Regions from separate parts of the Sus scrofa genome. Here all the other regions are linked to region 1. The links are chromatin contacts, called in public Hi-C, HiChIP or PLAC-seq and promoter capture Hi-C maps. All regions are on one chromosome and are shown on one strand. The core of a region is the stretch at or near the end of the contact, and the rest is flanking DNA. Distances in the headings are between cores, read along the strand shown. Region 1 holds the start of CDON (cell adhesion molecule-related/down-regulated by oncogenes). Region 2 has its middle 53 kb from the start of RPUSD4. Region 3 has its middle 23 kb from the start of DDX25. Region 4 has its middle 24 kb from the start of RPUSD4.

The links. Promoter capture Hi-C pulls out the DNA fragments that hold promoters and counts their contacts. Hi-C and Micro-C count contacts between places; a contact is called where the count stands out from the background. HiChIP or PLAC-seq counts read pairs in DNA pulled down with a chosen protein or histone mark.
Region 2: a promoter capture Hi-C map of liver shows a contact between it and region 1, with 6 times the contacts expected there. The contact joins the enhancer-like site here to the promoter of CDON in region 1. A contact is called at or near these places in 2 of 5 promoter capture datasets (fetal skeletal muscle and liver), 4 of 47 Hi-C or Micro-C datasets (adipocytes, embryonic fibroblasts, omental adipose tissue and 1 more) and 1 of 2 datasets of contacts at active chromatin or transcription factors (skeletal muscle).
Region 3: an H3K27ac HiChIP or PLAC-seq map of skeletal muscle shows a contact between it and region 1, with 5 times the contacts expected there. The contact joins the enhancer-like site here to the promoter of CDON in region 1. A contact is called at or near these places in 4 of 5 promoter capture datasets (fetal liver, fetal skeletal muscle, liver and 1 more), 7 of 47 Hi-C or Micro-C datasets (embryonic fibroblasts, epiblast stem cells, fetal skeletal muscle and 2 more) and 1 of 2 datasets of contacts at active chromatin or transcription factors (skeletal muscle).
Region 4: a contact with region 1 is called in a Hi-C map of liver, with 13 times the contacts expected there. The contact joins the enhancer-like site here to the promoter of CDON in region 1. A contact is called at or near these places in 3 of 5 promoter capture datasets (fetal liver, fetal skeletal muscle and liver), 10 of 47 Hi-C or Micro-C datasets (embryonic fibroblasts, epiblast stem cells, fetal skeletal muscle and 6 more) and 1 of 2 datasets of contacts at active chromatin or transcription factors (skeletal muscle).

Annotation. Positions count from the first base shown.
Region 1 is chr9:53,177,386-53,180,558 of Sscrofa11.1, forward strand. CDON (cell adhesion molecule-related/down-regulated by oncogenes) reads right to left here and starts at 1,496. Exons shown (of 20, transcript XM_021063103.1): 1 at 1,058-1,496.
Region 2 is chr9:53,254,634-53,257,883 of Sscrofa11.1, forward strand. No RefSeq gene overlaps it. Among named protein-coding and RNA genes, the nearest start is that of RPUSD4, 53 kb to the right of the region's middle. Within about 2 kb of position 1,953, at least 18 of the 83 cell types and tissues checked have an H3K27ac peak or open chromatin away from gene starts, as enhancers often do. A contact at or near this core is called in fetal skeletal muscle, liver, omental adipose tissue and 1 more, where this site is marked.
Region 3 is chr9:53,050,167-53,053,741 of Sscrofa11.1, forward strand. No RefSeq gene overlaps it. Among named protein-coding and RNA genes, the nearest start is that of DDX25, 23 kb to the left of the region's middle. Within about 2 kb of position 1,820, at least 9 of the 83 cell types and tissues checked have an H3K27ac peak or open chromatin away from gene starts, as enhancers often do. A contact at or near this core is called in skeletal muscle, where this site is marked.
Region 4 is chr9:53,283,060-53,286,551 of Sscrofa11.1, forward strand. No RefSeq gene overlaps it. Among named protein-coding and RNA genes, the nearest start is that of RPUSD4, 24 kb to the right of the region's middle. Within about 2 kb of position 1,467, at least 5 of the 83 cell types and tissues checked have an H3K27ac peak or open chromatin away from gene starts, as enhancers often do. A contact at or near this core is called in fetal liver and liver, where this site is marked.

The DNA of each region.
Region 1 (3,173 bases), core at 246-2,745:
TCTGAGGATAAACCTATTTCATTCTTCAGCCCCCTCCCCATCCTCTCCCAGCAGACATAGTATGCCAAAAGTCAGCTGAGGTGTCTGAGGGCTGTAGCATCAGTGAGGCATGGAATCAGAACTGGCCTCTTTGACTGGCCATTGGTCTGAGACTAAATCTCATGTTACCTTTTAGTCCAATCTTCTGCTTTCTCAAGGTGTCTGAATTAGGACCCAGAGGTTCTGTTAATGAGCTTCCCTAAATTCTAGATCTCAACTGGATAACAGCCTGCCCTTAAGGCACCTGCCACCCTCTGGAGTCCGGACTGGGAAAGGCAGGCATTCTATAGAAGGCTCCTTTGGAGAGCCTTCCACCTGACTTGGTGAGGTTAGGGAGAACAATGAAGGGAAGGGCGAGAGAGCCTCTCTATCCCCCTCAGTGATTTATTACAGAAATCCCTAGATGTGGAGAGAATGCAACAAAGGTCTGGAAGCTGCGGAGTGAAATAAATGGCGAGCTGCAGTGTATTTAGCAAATGATAATGCAATCCACAGAAAGCTTTACAGAGGAGAAGGAAAAATACGCTCCCTGGGGCTGGGAAGTCACTGAGTCTATGAAGGCAGAGAAAGATACATTGTGCAGGAAATTTCTCTTGATTCTCCCTAACCATAAATCACTGTGTCTGGAGGGCGCTCTGCGGGATGGAGGTTGAGAGAGGCGAGGGACCCCGCTCCCTTGGGAAAACATGCTGGCGCCCCAAGCTCCCCGCTGTGCTGCATCTCACCTGCCCCAGCGGATCATTGTCAAAGAGATTTAACAGTGTCACTGACACCTCACCCCGCCTCCTCCCACGAGGAGGCTCAGAGTCCCCGAGGACTGGGGACGCCTGAGCTCCCCGCTGCGCATCCGTCAGCTGCCCTCCCCAGACCCCGCAGGCAGCCTGGACCCCCACGACCTCCGGGGCATGCTGGCCCGTCCACTCTCTGACCTCCACCTCCCAAGCCTCGTGGCTCCCAAGCCCGGTGTCCCCAGGCCACCCCTCCCACCGACCCTTAGGTGGGACCCCCACCCCCGCACCTCTGAGCGGGGCTGGTTAAGCCCCCAGACCTCCTGCGCGGCAGCCGGCTCCGAGAGCCACCCCCAGGTCATCCCCCGCGCGCTGGCGGCGGCTACGGCGGCGGCTGCTGTCCGAACGGGCCCCTCCATGCACCAGGCAGGGCACCGGGAGGGCGCGGCGCCTCGCACGCCGGAGCGGGGACGCGAGGGCAGGCGGCGCGGAATCCCGGTCTCCTCACACGGAGCCGCGGGAGCCGGGCACCCGGGATTCAGGGGAGGGAAGCTGAGGAGAAGAGGGGGGAGGGCGGAGTCACTGGGGCGCGCCCCCGCGGCCGCGCTCCTCCCCCGCCCAGGCGCGCGGGCGCGTAACCCGGCGGGCGCTGGGCCAGCGAGGAGCACGCGAGGAGCGAGAGGAGGGAACCCGGCCGCGGAGGCCGCAGCTCCCCGACGGCCCGCGCCCGGCCGGAGGGTGCGCGCGCAGCCTGCCAGATCAGCGGCGGGGGGATGGGCCGTACCAACGTGACGGGGGGGCGCTCTGTGCAGGCCCTCCTCCCAGTCCCACTCCTGCTTGCTCTACAAGAGACCCCCCCCCCCAGGAAAGGAGAGGATAGTTTCTGCTTTATTTAGGAAAATGAAGATGAGCTGCCTTGGCATTTTCCAGAGTTTTCCATATGGCTGCACTCACTTTCCCCTCACCTTTGCTTCCCCGAGAGAGGCGTCATTTCGGGCCGGTCCACTACTGGTCTACACGCTCCCGGGTTTCCCCGCTTAGGCCCCGCCCCTCACCCATCCACCTAAGTTGTCTGAGGAGCCAGCTAGTCCATCCCTTCTGTTGGTGCCTACCTGGTATCTCTTTTATAGTTCCAACTTCCCGCCCCTTTTGGTTCCTTCGCGTTTTTACCACTTTCTGTGTTTAGATTCTTAGACAGCTTCGTCTGATTCCCCACCACACTCGCCCGGCATTCACATACGTGCAGGCAGGTAACAAAACTTCTCAGAGACTAGCAGAAGCTCAGTGTCGCCTGGTCCAACCAGCACGGCCTTTGGCCCCAGAGTCTTACCACTTCGTCCTTTGGACGTGCCCCAAGTGATCTGATCCCACTGAACTTCAGTTGTTCAAAAAGAAAAAAGGGGAAAATAATTTCTGTTTAAAAGGTTGTTGCGAAGCATAAATGTGATACTTGGTAGAAAGCACCTGCCACTGCGTGGACATTCAAGGACTGTGACTTCTATATAATAATAATATGTATTATTACATATATGTGTATTGGGTTTTTTTTTTACCATCGTCATTATTACTTACTATTTAACTACAAAAACAGCCCTAATGATACTCACAGTTCAAAAACACTCAGTACTGAACATCAAAGAAGCATGACAGTCTTCCTTACCTTTTTTCTTGAATTTCACAAGCAAATTTTTGAAAGTATAGTGGTGTTCAGACAGTTTATTGTTTTGCTTTAGCTATATCCAGGGTCTTTAGGAAAGCATAAGGTCCTAAGAAGGACAGTACAGGAGGATAAAAAAAAGAGTTCTATTTCTTTGTTTTCTATTGTTCCATTTTTTACTTATTTAAACTGAGTCTGGATGTTATTAACTTAAGCTGTATTAAATGATTTTTCAATTAGCAAATAAGATGTATAAACATTGAAGATTTATCTAAATTGAGATTTTTGTGTGAATGGAATGGAAGTCTTACAGGTTTTTTGTGGCACTCTGCAAGAATCCTAGCTGCCCTATACGGCAGCTGTCCTATTCCAACCCTTCCAGGTTCTACTCTTGGGGCCCCCATTGATTGTGGGCACCCCCAAACCTCACAATGTCATTTGAAAATCACTATGCCTATTACTCATAATCAGACCTAAGAAATAATCATGATGTTTGTGAATACTGAGTAGTCCCTTCTGCCTTGTCTGTAAAGTAGAGAAATCATTTTGGGGCAAATAGTTTTTTGTTAATGAATCATCCGTCTGTTCACTTACAAGTGTAAACACTTTATAAGGACTATTGAACACCTATTCTATGCCACTGCCAGACAAAGAGGTACACAGAGAAATATGACACAGTCCTATGCTTCGAGGGGCTCACAATCTAATTGTGATACTGACGTATACATGGATAAGTACATTAAGACATC
Region 2 (3,250 bases), core at 703-3,202, 78 kb after region 1:
CAACCCGGCCATTGCTTTGCTCCCCACTTCTATCAGTATCTATAATAGTGTCTGGCACACAGGAGGCCCTTTCATAAGTATTTGTGGAATGAGCGGATTCACCACAATTAAGCTTTCCGCCCACTCAGGGCTCCACAGGTTGCAAAGCGCTTTCACGGGAGTTTTCTGGGCCACATGGCAACCTTCTCCGGTTGCTTTTGTGCGCTGTCTCAGCCTGGACCAGTCCCTCTGGAGTTGGGGTCAGGAGCATCACATTAGCAGGTGTGATGTCTTGCCTCTCCATCTCCGAGGGGCTCCAGGTCCCAGAAACTTGAATCTTCTTCTGAGAAGCCTCATTCCTGACTTTTCTTCCTCATCACTGAGCTGGAATCCAGCCTAGGGATCCTCTGATTCCTGTCTCGGCCCCTCTCCTCTGTGTGGCTCTTTAGCACAAACACTTTGGTGACAAGAGTTCCAGCAGGAAGCAGGTGGCCCAGGGAGAGAAGGCCCATGTCACTTGTAGGGGTGAAGGGCCTTCACCCTGCTCTGGCCCCCTCCCTCATGCCCCTTCCCTCATCTCCTGGAAAAATATGTGTGTGTTCCCTCCAGTTCCTGCAGGACCCGCTCCCTGTCCCTTGCCACAGGCCTGCCAATTTGGGACCTGAGAGCAGGCCAGGTTCCCTATGGGGAGCCCAGGGGGGCGGAGCCAGGCCTGGCTGGGCCTCCAGGTCGGCCTGCCCCAGCCCCAGGGTTTAATAAACTCCAAGAGAGGTTTTCAAAGGCCACTTGATCTTCCCCATCAGGCAGCCCCTGTCTCTCTTTCAGAGCCGCAGGACTGGAAAGAAAAAACTGCTCAATGAACAAGGCGGCCAGAGAAAGCCGAGCCACGGGGCACCTTCTATGAATTTCTGATGAGCACACGGTCCTGACTCCTGGGTCCCAGCCCAGTGCAGTCAGGGATGTTAGTTTAAGTCATTTCACACGGTTCACTGGCTCTCTGAGAGCTGCTTGTCTCCAGCCTGGCCCTCTCTAACAAGCTCTTTTTACTCAGGGCTTCTCTGAGCAGAGACCTCAAACAATAGCATCTTTCAAGGGGCTCGGCCCTCCTCTGGCGGCTTGCCTCTCCCGCCCCCAGCCCTGCTCCCCGTCCTTCTCTCTGGCCTCTCTCTGCTTGCCCACCTGAACGTCCCAGGCCCAGCCGAGGGCTTGACACAAAGTAGGGATTCAGGGAGAATTTGCCCCTCCTTCCCTCCCTCTCTCCTTCTCACCTTCCTTTCTTCTTATCCTTCCTTCCTTCCTTCCTTTCTTCCTTCCTTCCTTTCTTCCTTCCTCCTCCACTGTCCTTGCCTTTCCTCCCCATGAGCGGGCAAGGATTAAGTAACCACAGTCTTAAGAGCAGGCTGCCCTGTCACTAGAATACTTTGTGGCTGGCGCCCCCTGGGGTTGTGCAGTGACAAGGCCCCGGCCAAGGGCATCTCATCCTGATCCTCTAGGCCTGTTGGGCTCCTCAGCCTTCTACAAAGTTTGAGCAATTTCCTCTTCCCTTTACTCTGAGGAGAATGCTGACTTCCTCCACATTCAGGGAGGGTCTCCACATCGTGGGCCCACATCTCAGGCCCAGGCCTGGTGGCATCACGGTGGAACCTGGGGCAGCAGGTGCACGTGTCTACCATCTGTCAAGTGCTCTCTGTCTTCCCTGTTCCTGCTTCTTCTCCTTCCCGTCCCCTCTGTCACTCAGGACAGTAAGGAGCCCACTTCCCAGCCTCCCCCAGCTCTGGCCTCCTGAGTGGGTAACGTGTCCTCAGAAGGGCCGCCTAGGGAAGAGGAGACGCTCTCATCAGTAGATGAGAGTCATTCACATGTTTGGACTAAAACTCCAGCCAAAACAAACAAACAAACAAAGTTCCCACCAGGACAAGTCAGTGTTTTGGCTCCACAGAGCTTTGCCTTAACATTTGGACCCTTTGATGGTGGGTGAACTTTGACCTGGTCTGAGCCACTGTTAATGGACATTCCCCTCTGGGGCAGGTCTGTCCCTCTCCCAAGGCACCTGCCAGCGATGAAGGGTCTCCTGCCCAGCAACCTAGGCACAGCCTCCAGGGCCCAGGGTCTCTCCCCTTTCGAGAGTCCCAATGGGCATGTCTCCCCACCACCTCCCACCCGCGCCGTCTGTGCTGTCCCTGCCACTTCCTGCTATCCCCACATTAACAACTTGGCTTCTTCAGGAAATGAAGTTGACCAGAAGGCACGTGGCAGGCTGAAGGAGCCATGAACTAGGAATGCAGGTTTCAGATGCCAGCTCTGCCCCGGCTGCTGATGGGTTCTAGGCCTGTGGCAAGGTTCGCCTGTTCTCTGCCATCACCTCCTCAGGACAGGGTTGGGCTAGACCAGGGTTTCATAGACTTTAATCCCCAAATGTCTGGGATGGGAATCCTCTGGACAACTCAAAGTTAAAAATGCAGACTCAGGAGTTCCTGGGTGTTCAGTGGTTAACGAATCCAACTAGTATCATGCGGGTGTGGGTTCAATCTCTGGCTTTACTTGGTGGGTTAAGGACCCGATGTTGCTGTGAGCCGTGGTATAGCTCACAGACACAGCTTGGATCCTGCGTTGCTGTGGCTATGGTGTAAGCTGGCGGCTATAGCTCTGATTCGACCCCTAGCCTGGGAACATCCATATGCCTCAGGTGTGACCCTAAAAAGACAGGAGAAAAAAAAAAACCTCAAGCCCCGAAAAACCTGGCCTGGCCCCTGCCTGAGCTAGGTGATTGGTGACTTTTTATAGAGTCTCGGGCCTCCCTTTTTCGACATGTCCTCTGATAATGGGCTATTTCTCTCACATTCCCATCCCTCGAATGGTCCAATTTTTTTTGCCCAGTGAGAGCTATAGCATCACCTCTAATGGTCACTATGGTAATCCCAGAGACCTGCTGTGGTCAAAGGTAGAAATAATTCTAGAAACATATAGGTGCGCCCCAGGCTGGCCAGATACCTCCAAACCCAGACTCTGTTTTTGTTTCAGAACAGGGTCAGACAGGGCCAGGTGGAGAAAGGTGGACCCAGTTCTCAAACTAATCAGCCTTTATTTTTTTTTTTTTCCCCTGTCTTTTTAGGCCCGCAACCACGGCATATGGAAGTTCCCAGGCTAGGGGGTCGAATCAGAGCTGTGGCCACTGGCCTACACCACAGCCACAGCAAAACAAGGGATCTGAGCCTCATCTGTGAGCTACACCACAGCTCACGGCAGCACCGGATCCTTAACCCATTGAGCG
Region 3 (3,575 bases), core at 570-3,069, 130 kb before region 1:
CATAGAATAGGATTCTGAGTACTTACTTAATTCCAGCTCATTCTTGTCCCAGTGCTACCATTTTAAATATTATCATTATATAATATTTTAATTTAAGAACTTGATCCTCCTCTTGGCTATTTTAATTCTAATTTTTTAAAAATAATCCTTCCCGGTTTTATTCTTTAAGATTAATTTTAGATCCATTTTCTCAACTTCCAAAAACCCCTCTGAATTTTTATCTGCATCCATGTGGCAGTAATAATTTAGTCACTCCATACATTAATTTGTGAAGAATTGATTTCTTTACAGTATTGAATCATATGGTAGTACTTTCCTGTCACAAAAGAGTCAGGAGGCGCACTTGGAACCAAGACACAAGGAAATGGGCATGGATAGCCTGGGCCAGGGGGCTGTGACCACGAGGTGGAGGGGTGGGAGTGAGGGGTCTCTCTGGGTGTCTCTGGCTTGGCTTGGGCCACACATGCCCACCTGCCTACTTGTCTGCCAGAGCACATTCAGGTGAGGAACGAGCAATGGGCCCATGGGGTCGGAGACCTGGGTTCTAGCCCCACCTAGAGTATTTCTAGCTCATTCTGTGCCAGACAAAGCCATCCTCCTGCCATGGCCTCATCCCCAAGGTCCCTTCCAGCTTTGAAATCCCTCTTCGTGGGGGCAGAGGAGGTGGGGTGCAGGAAAGCAGAGATCCTTCCTAACTCATCCTGCACCCAGCCCAGCGCCTCCTCCCCACATCCCTGTCCCATCCCTCCAGGAAGAAGAAAGAAGAAGGAATTTTGTGTTGCCCCAGTTCACAGAAGAGTTTTGTCCTGGTCCATCTGTTCAGAACACCCTCTCAGAGGCTCGAATGTGAACAGAAACCACCAGGGAGCGTGCAAAGCTGTGGCTCTTAGTCATAGATCTGGGTGGCAGTGATGCCCTTAGTCTGAAGAGCACATTTGTGTAGCGAAGTTCTAGAACACAGATCTGGTGGAACTTCTTGACCTAAAAAGAAGGGGAAGTAGAAGGTGGGGGTGAGGGGGGCAGTGCCTGGAGTCCTGGTCACAATTATGCTTTAAAAGTATGTGGGAGACAAGAAACTTGGAAATAAAACCATTTGACACATTATAGGGATGGTGAGATTGAGAGTGACTTTCTTCTACATGGTTGCCGCTTTTGAGTATTTGCAAAGAATCCACACTCTAAAGAACTCTCTCAGTGAAGGAAAAACAAAAGCAGTTCTTGGTCCCGCAGCCACACAGGGCTGGCTGGGCCACAGCGCTCGTTGTCCCCTTCCCTGAGTGACTGCACTCCTGAGGTAAGATTTCTCTCTGGCTGGGAGGTTTTCAAAATCTTTTCCAACAGCCTGCATGAGTTTGCTCTAGTTTAGAAGCATTTGAGGTGTAGCCAGAGCCCAGAGAGTCAAGTGTGACAAACCGCCCACCTCTCATGCAGATGCAGCCTTTATGGATGTAGAAAAATCCCTGGTTCCCCTTTGGGGTTAACCACAGCCAGGCCAGGTGATCAGGATGCCCTCCCCCTCCCTCCCCCATCCCCCAAAAGCGCTCAGAAAAATCTCTGAGTTAAAAGTTTGCCTTTCTTACTGGAAGAATTTTTATTAGGCCAAAGCGTTGACAAGTTTGTCATTCCCAGAATCTGCTAACACCCTCCCCTGACTCCCTTCGATTTTTAGTACTTTTTCCCTCCTCCTTTTTTGGGGTGGGGGGTGGGTGGAAACTGTCTCGAACAGGCAGAAAGTTTTATCCAAGGTGTTTGGCAGTGACTCCGCGTGCTGGGAAAGATTTATGTCTCTGTTCTCTGGCACTGCCTAGTGTGAGCTCACTTAAAACAACCGAATAAATGAGTTCACTTTATCCCGTCAAAATGGAACCGAGGGTGGCGTGGTACCCAGCTGGGGTCCACAGGGACCCTGAGGCAACGTTCCTGTCTCAATGGCTTGTGCTGAGCTCAGCCGTTTTTATGTCTGTCTGAGATCATTAAAACGAGGAGGCCAGGGAGCAGAAAGACCCGTGGAATTGGTGGTAGGATGGAAACCCCGCTTGGAGCCTGGAGGGCCCAGCCCAAAGCATGAACACAGGGGATCGTTTAAAAGGCTGCCTCTCACCAATTGGTTTGGCCTGAGCTCCTTGAAGGGGCCTTCTCTGGAGAGGCCAATGGTCACAAGAATATTGGTCATTTTGTCATAGTTTTTTCTTTCTTGCTGCCCTACCACCACTTAATGAAACCAGGCCCATTAAAACAGGGCCTTGGAGTTTCCATTGTAGTTCAGTGCTAAAGAATCTGACTTGTATCCATGAGGATATGGGTTTGATCCCTGGTCTTGCTCAGTGGGTTAGTGATCCGTTTCTGCAAGATGCGGTATAAGCTGCGGATGCGCCTCGGCTCCTGCATTGTTGTGACTGTGGTGTAGGCCAGCCACTGCAGCTCCAATTTGACCCTTAGCCTGGGAACTTCTATATGTTGCAAGAGCGGCCCTAAAAAAAAAAAAAAAAAAAAAAAAGAAAAAGACAGGGCCTTGCTCCCCCTGAAAAAGGAATATGGATTCTGTCTTGGGTGGCTTTTCTGGATCAGGCCCAGGTCTATCGTTCTCATGTGGATTCAGGCTCAGGATTCATGGAACACCTGTGCTATTAACCTGAGGCAACGTGATTAGAAACAGCTGCCCCAAAGAGAAGGCCTGTGCCCCACAGCCCTGAGCAGAGGGAAGCTGGCAAGCTGGAGGCTCAGGATCTGGGCCTGCCATCCAGGAGAGGCGGTCCACTCTCCGCTAGGCTAGGGTTTGTTCCTCCTTCCAGAGGCCCGGGCTGCAGACAGAGTGTGGGATGGTTTCTGTCTTGGGGTGAGGGACTCAGGACTATAATAACTCCTAACAATTTCTTAACATTTAAAGGTGACAGAGCATATCTCCTAGATGCCTAGACTGTAAGCAGCCTAAGGGTGGGGGTTGTGCCTGCCTTCTGGGAAAGGGAGGGAGTAAATCAATCCTCACTAGTTCTGGGAAACTCCCAAGGAAACTTAAGATGCCATTTGATAAATGCGGAAGGTGAGAGGTAGAGGTTTCCATCCTGCAGCAGTTCTGGGATTGTACTGCAGGCCTGTCTGAATCCTTGTTCTTTGCCCTTCCCCTTCATCGGCACTATCTAAACTTTTTTTTTTTTTTTTCGGTCTTTTGTCTTTTTTAGGGCCGTACCCTCGGCATATGGAGGTTCCCAGGCTAGGGGGCGAATCGGAGCTACAGCTGCCAGCGTACACTACAGCCACATGGGATCCGAGCCTCGTCTGCCACCTACACCACAGCTTACAGCAATGCTGGATCCTTAACCCACTGAGCGAGGCCAGGGATCGAACCCACAACTTCATGGTTCCTAGTTGGATTCGTTTCCGCTGTGCCATGTAGGGAACTCCAATACTGGCCAAACTTCAATCATCTTTGCATTCACCTTTGCCAATCTCCATACCATTTACATGTATATATCCTTAAATCGGTTCTTTTTACTTAAAAATATAACTAATTTGATGTGCAAAATTAGCACACCAAATTAGTTATATTTTTCTTTCATTAAGGATAAGTATTTGCA
Region 4 (3,492 bases), core at 217-2,716, 110 kb after region 1:
CCCAACAGCTGACATCTCTCACCCCCTCAATTTCTACTCTTCTTCTTCCTAAGAGAATGGAGAACCCAGGGAAATTAGTGAGATGTCCCTTCAAAACCATCCTGTTGTTTTCCTCGGGCCTCTAGGTCAAGGTGAAGACCAGTGAAAGCTTTAGATAAAGAAGGTGCAATGGCAGGGATGCAGATTCAATCCTCAGCTGAGCAAAGTGGTGTAGGTCGCAGATGGGGCTCGGATCTGGCGTGGCTGTGGCTGTGGCATAGGTCAGCAGCTCCAATTTGACCCCTAGCCTGGGAATTTCCATATGCCACAAGTGCGGCCTTAAAAATAAAACACACACACAATGAGAGCACTCTGCAGCCACTAGGATGTCTAGAATCAAAAAGACAAATAATAAGAAGTGTTGGTGAGGAGGTGGAGAAATTGGAACCATCATACACTTCTGGCAGGAATATAAAATGGTACAGCCGCTTTGAAAAACTGCGGGTTCCTCAAAGGCAAAACGTATATGACTCAGCAATTCCACTCCTGGGTATACACCTAAGAAAAATGAAAACACATGTCCATGCAATATGTCCACAAGTATTCAGAGAAGCATTGGTCATAAAAAGCAAAACGTGGGATTCCCCTGTGGTATAGCAGGTTAAGGATCTTGAGGTTTCACTGCAGTGGCTCAGGTTGCTGCTATGGCAATCCCTGGCCCAGGAACTTCTCCATGCTGCAGGAGTGGCAAAAAAAAAAAAAAAAAAAGGAAATATCCCAAATGTCTATCAACTGAAAAACAAATAAACAAAATTTGGTATATCTATGCAATGGAGTATTATTTAGCAATTTTAAAAATGTAAAACAGAATGAACCTGAAAAAACATGATGCTAAGTGAAAGAAACCAGTCAAAAGGGACCACATATTATATGATTCCATTTATATGAAATATCCAATCTACAGAGACAGAACCTAGATTAGTGATTGTCTAGGTCTGGGGAGAAGAGGGAAATTGGGATTGATGACTGCCGAGTGTCAGGGCTTTCTTTTCCCAGTGCTGAAAATATTCTAAAATTAATTGGATATACTAAAAACCATTGAATTGGACACTTTGGGTGGACTTTAAGGTATTGTGAATTCTCAATAAAGCTGTTAGAGGGTGGGGGGAGCACACCATTTCCTAGAATAGAGATTTTTAACTTGGGGTCCATGAATCCCCTAAAATTGCAAAATGGTATATAGGAAGGCACTTGTGCATTTTCCTGCAGCTTTCATCAGATTCTCCCAAGGGTCCAGGCAACAGAAAGGAATCACTGCTCTCACTCAGGCTAACTGGAGGTAGGAGGGTGGGGAAGTGTGTCTGGAAGCCTCTTTACACCTCCTCTTGCTCTCTGGCAGTCCCATGGTTGCGGGGAGGAGTAGATCCACACAGCCCATCCCCCCAGGGCCAATAGGGCCAATTCCACTCCCCGGTCTGTTTACTCACTGCTCCCTCTTCGGTGTGGTGTTGGTTGGCCACAACTCCCTAGCGAGCAGCACTCTGACCACAGCCTGGCGCTCTGATCACAGCCTGGAAACCCAGCTCAGAGCCCCGCCTAGCCCTTTCCCCTCTGGGACCCTTCTGCCTTCCCCCGGCCCCCCTCCTACCTGTCCTGTGTGGCTTCCTGGGGAGGACGCTACCCCACATTCTGCTGCTGCCACTTGCTCATGCCAATAATTGGGAACCAGGTTGCCTGGCTTCCTGCGTGGCCAACTCTGCAGCCATAAGTGGGGTGACCCCAACCCTGATCGCCTGGGGACAGTCTTGGTTTAAGTGGGGGTGGGGTGTGATTTTTGAGTGTCACCTTTCCTTCTCACAACTATCCTGGTTTGTAAGACATTTAATCGTCCCCTTGCCGAAAGGAGCAGTGGCCATGTCTTCCTCCCCCATCATCCCAAGGCCACGTTCCCTGGCAGGAAGGTTGGGCAGCCTTCTTGTATGCAGCTGTGAAGTCCTCAGCTTGGGGGATGTTGCCTCCTCTCAAAGCTGGGACACCAGGACCTGGCCTCCTGCATCATCTGTCCTCAGCGAGGAGCACCCAGGCTTCTCCCTACAGATCTCTGTGAAGGCAGAAGTGACTTTCCTCTGGAGCCCCAGCTGCCAGCAGCCTTCTCTCTCCTGTCCAGGCTGAAAAATCCCACCTCCTCATATATCTTTTCTACCCTTTGCCAGCTCCCTGTGCTTTCTGCTTTTTACCATCCCAGACCCCTCACTTTATACAGCTAGTGCCGGCAAATAGTAGGTGCTCCAGCAATGATTCTTTTTGAAAAGTAATTTTTAAAAAAATCTTTAGAGTATAATTGGTTTACTATAAATTGGCACATTATGTTGTGCCAATTTCTGCTGTACAACAAAGTGACCCACTGTTACATACACACACACACACGTGTGTGTGTGTGTGTGTGTGTGTGTGTGTGTGTGTGTGTGTGTGTGTGCGTGTACTCCCCTTCTTAGATTATCTTCCATCATGGTCTATCCCAAGAGACTGGATATCGTTCCCTGTGCTGTACAGCAGGACCTCATTGATTACCTATTCTAAATGTAATAGTTTGCGTCTACCAACCCCAAACTCTCAGTCCAGTCCATTCCCTCCCTTGAAAAGTAACTTTTGAATGAAGCACTGGCAAAGTTATGCTCAAGCTGCCAATGCATCTCACTGGGCATGGGCACTGCAGAGCCTGGGCCTCTTGGCGTGGGCAGCCCTGGAAAACACACTCTCCAGAAGTGTGGCCCTGGGTGCAGTAGGTCCCATTGAAACCTGCCCTGGTGGATGCAGGCAGGAAGGTGACAGGCCAGAGGAAAAGGGCACTTCCTTCTATCCCTACAGCCATGGCACACACAGGAACCCCCCTCCCCAAGCCTCTCCTTTTCAGCCAAACACACTTCCTCCACCCAAAAGAGAAAGGAAAAAACCCTTTTGTTTCATGAAGGGCCATCCAATGTAGAAGCGGGCATCTTACACTTTGTATCAACAATCCTTTCTATTTTTTTCTTTTTTACAGTATTTACTACCCATTTGACAAGTATTTATTAAGCACGAACCAGGCCTGCGCTCGGCACTGGGGAAACAACCAGGAACCAGACAAGTGTCCTTGCCCCATAGGGCTGTATTCAGTCACAGAGTCCAGACCTGGGCCTGGGACCCTGTTTAGAATGCAATAAGACAATGACCTCTTGGTCCCTGCACACTGGGTATCTCAATGTTAATGGCCACCTTTACATAGATGCAAAAAGGCAATGGGATAGTATCTGCTTAACAACAGAGTTCTCGGAGGCATAAACACTTTCAAATCTCAGTTCTGTGTCCTCTTGGGCAAGTTAATTAATCTCTGTCTCATTTTTGAAATATTTAAGATAATGCCATCTACCCTGCAGGATTATGTAAAACACTTAGTACACTGTCTGACTATGGAGACGTCCAGTAGATGGAGCCAGCTATTATCCCTGAGAACCAGGGTTTCCTAGCCCAGCG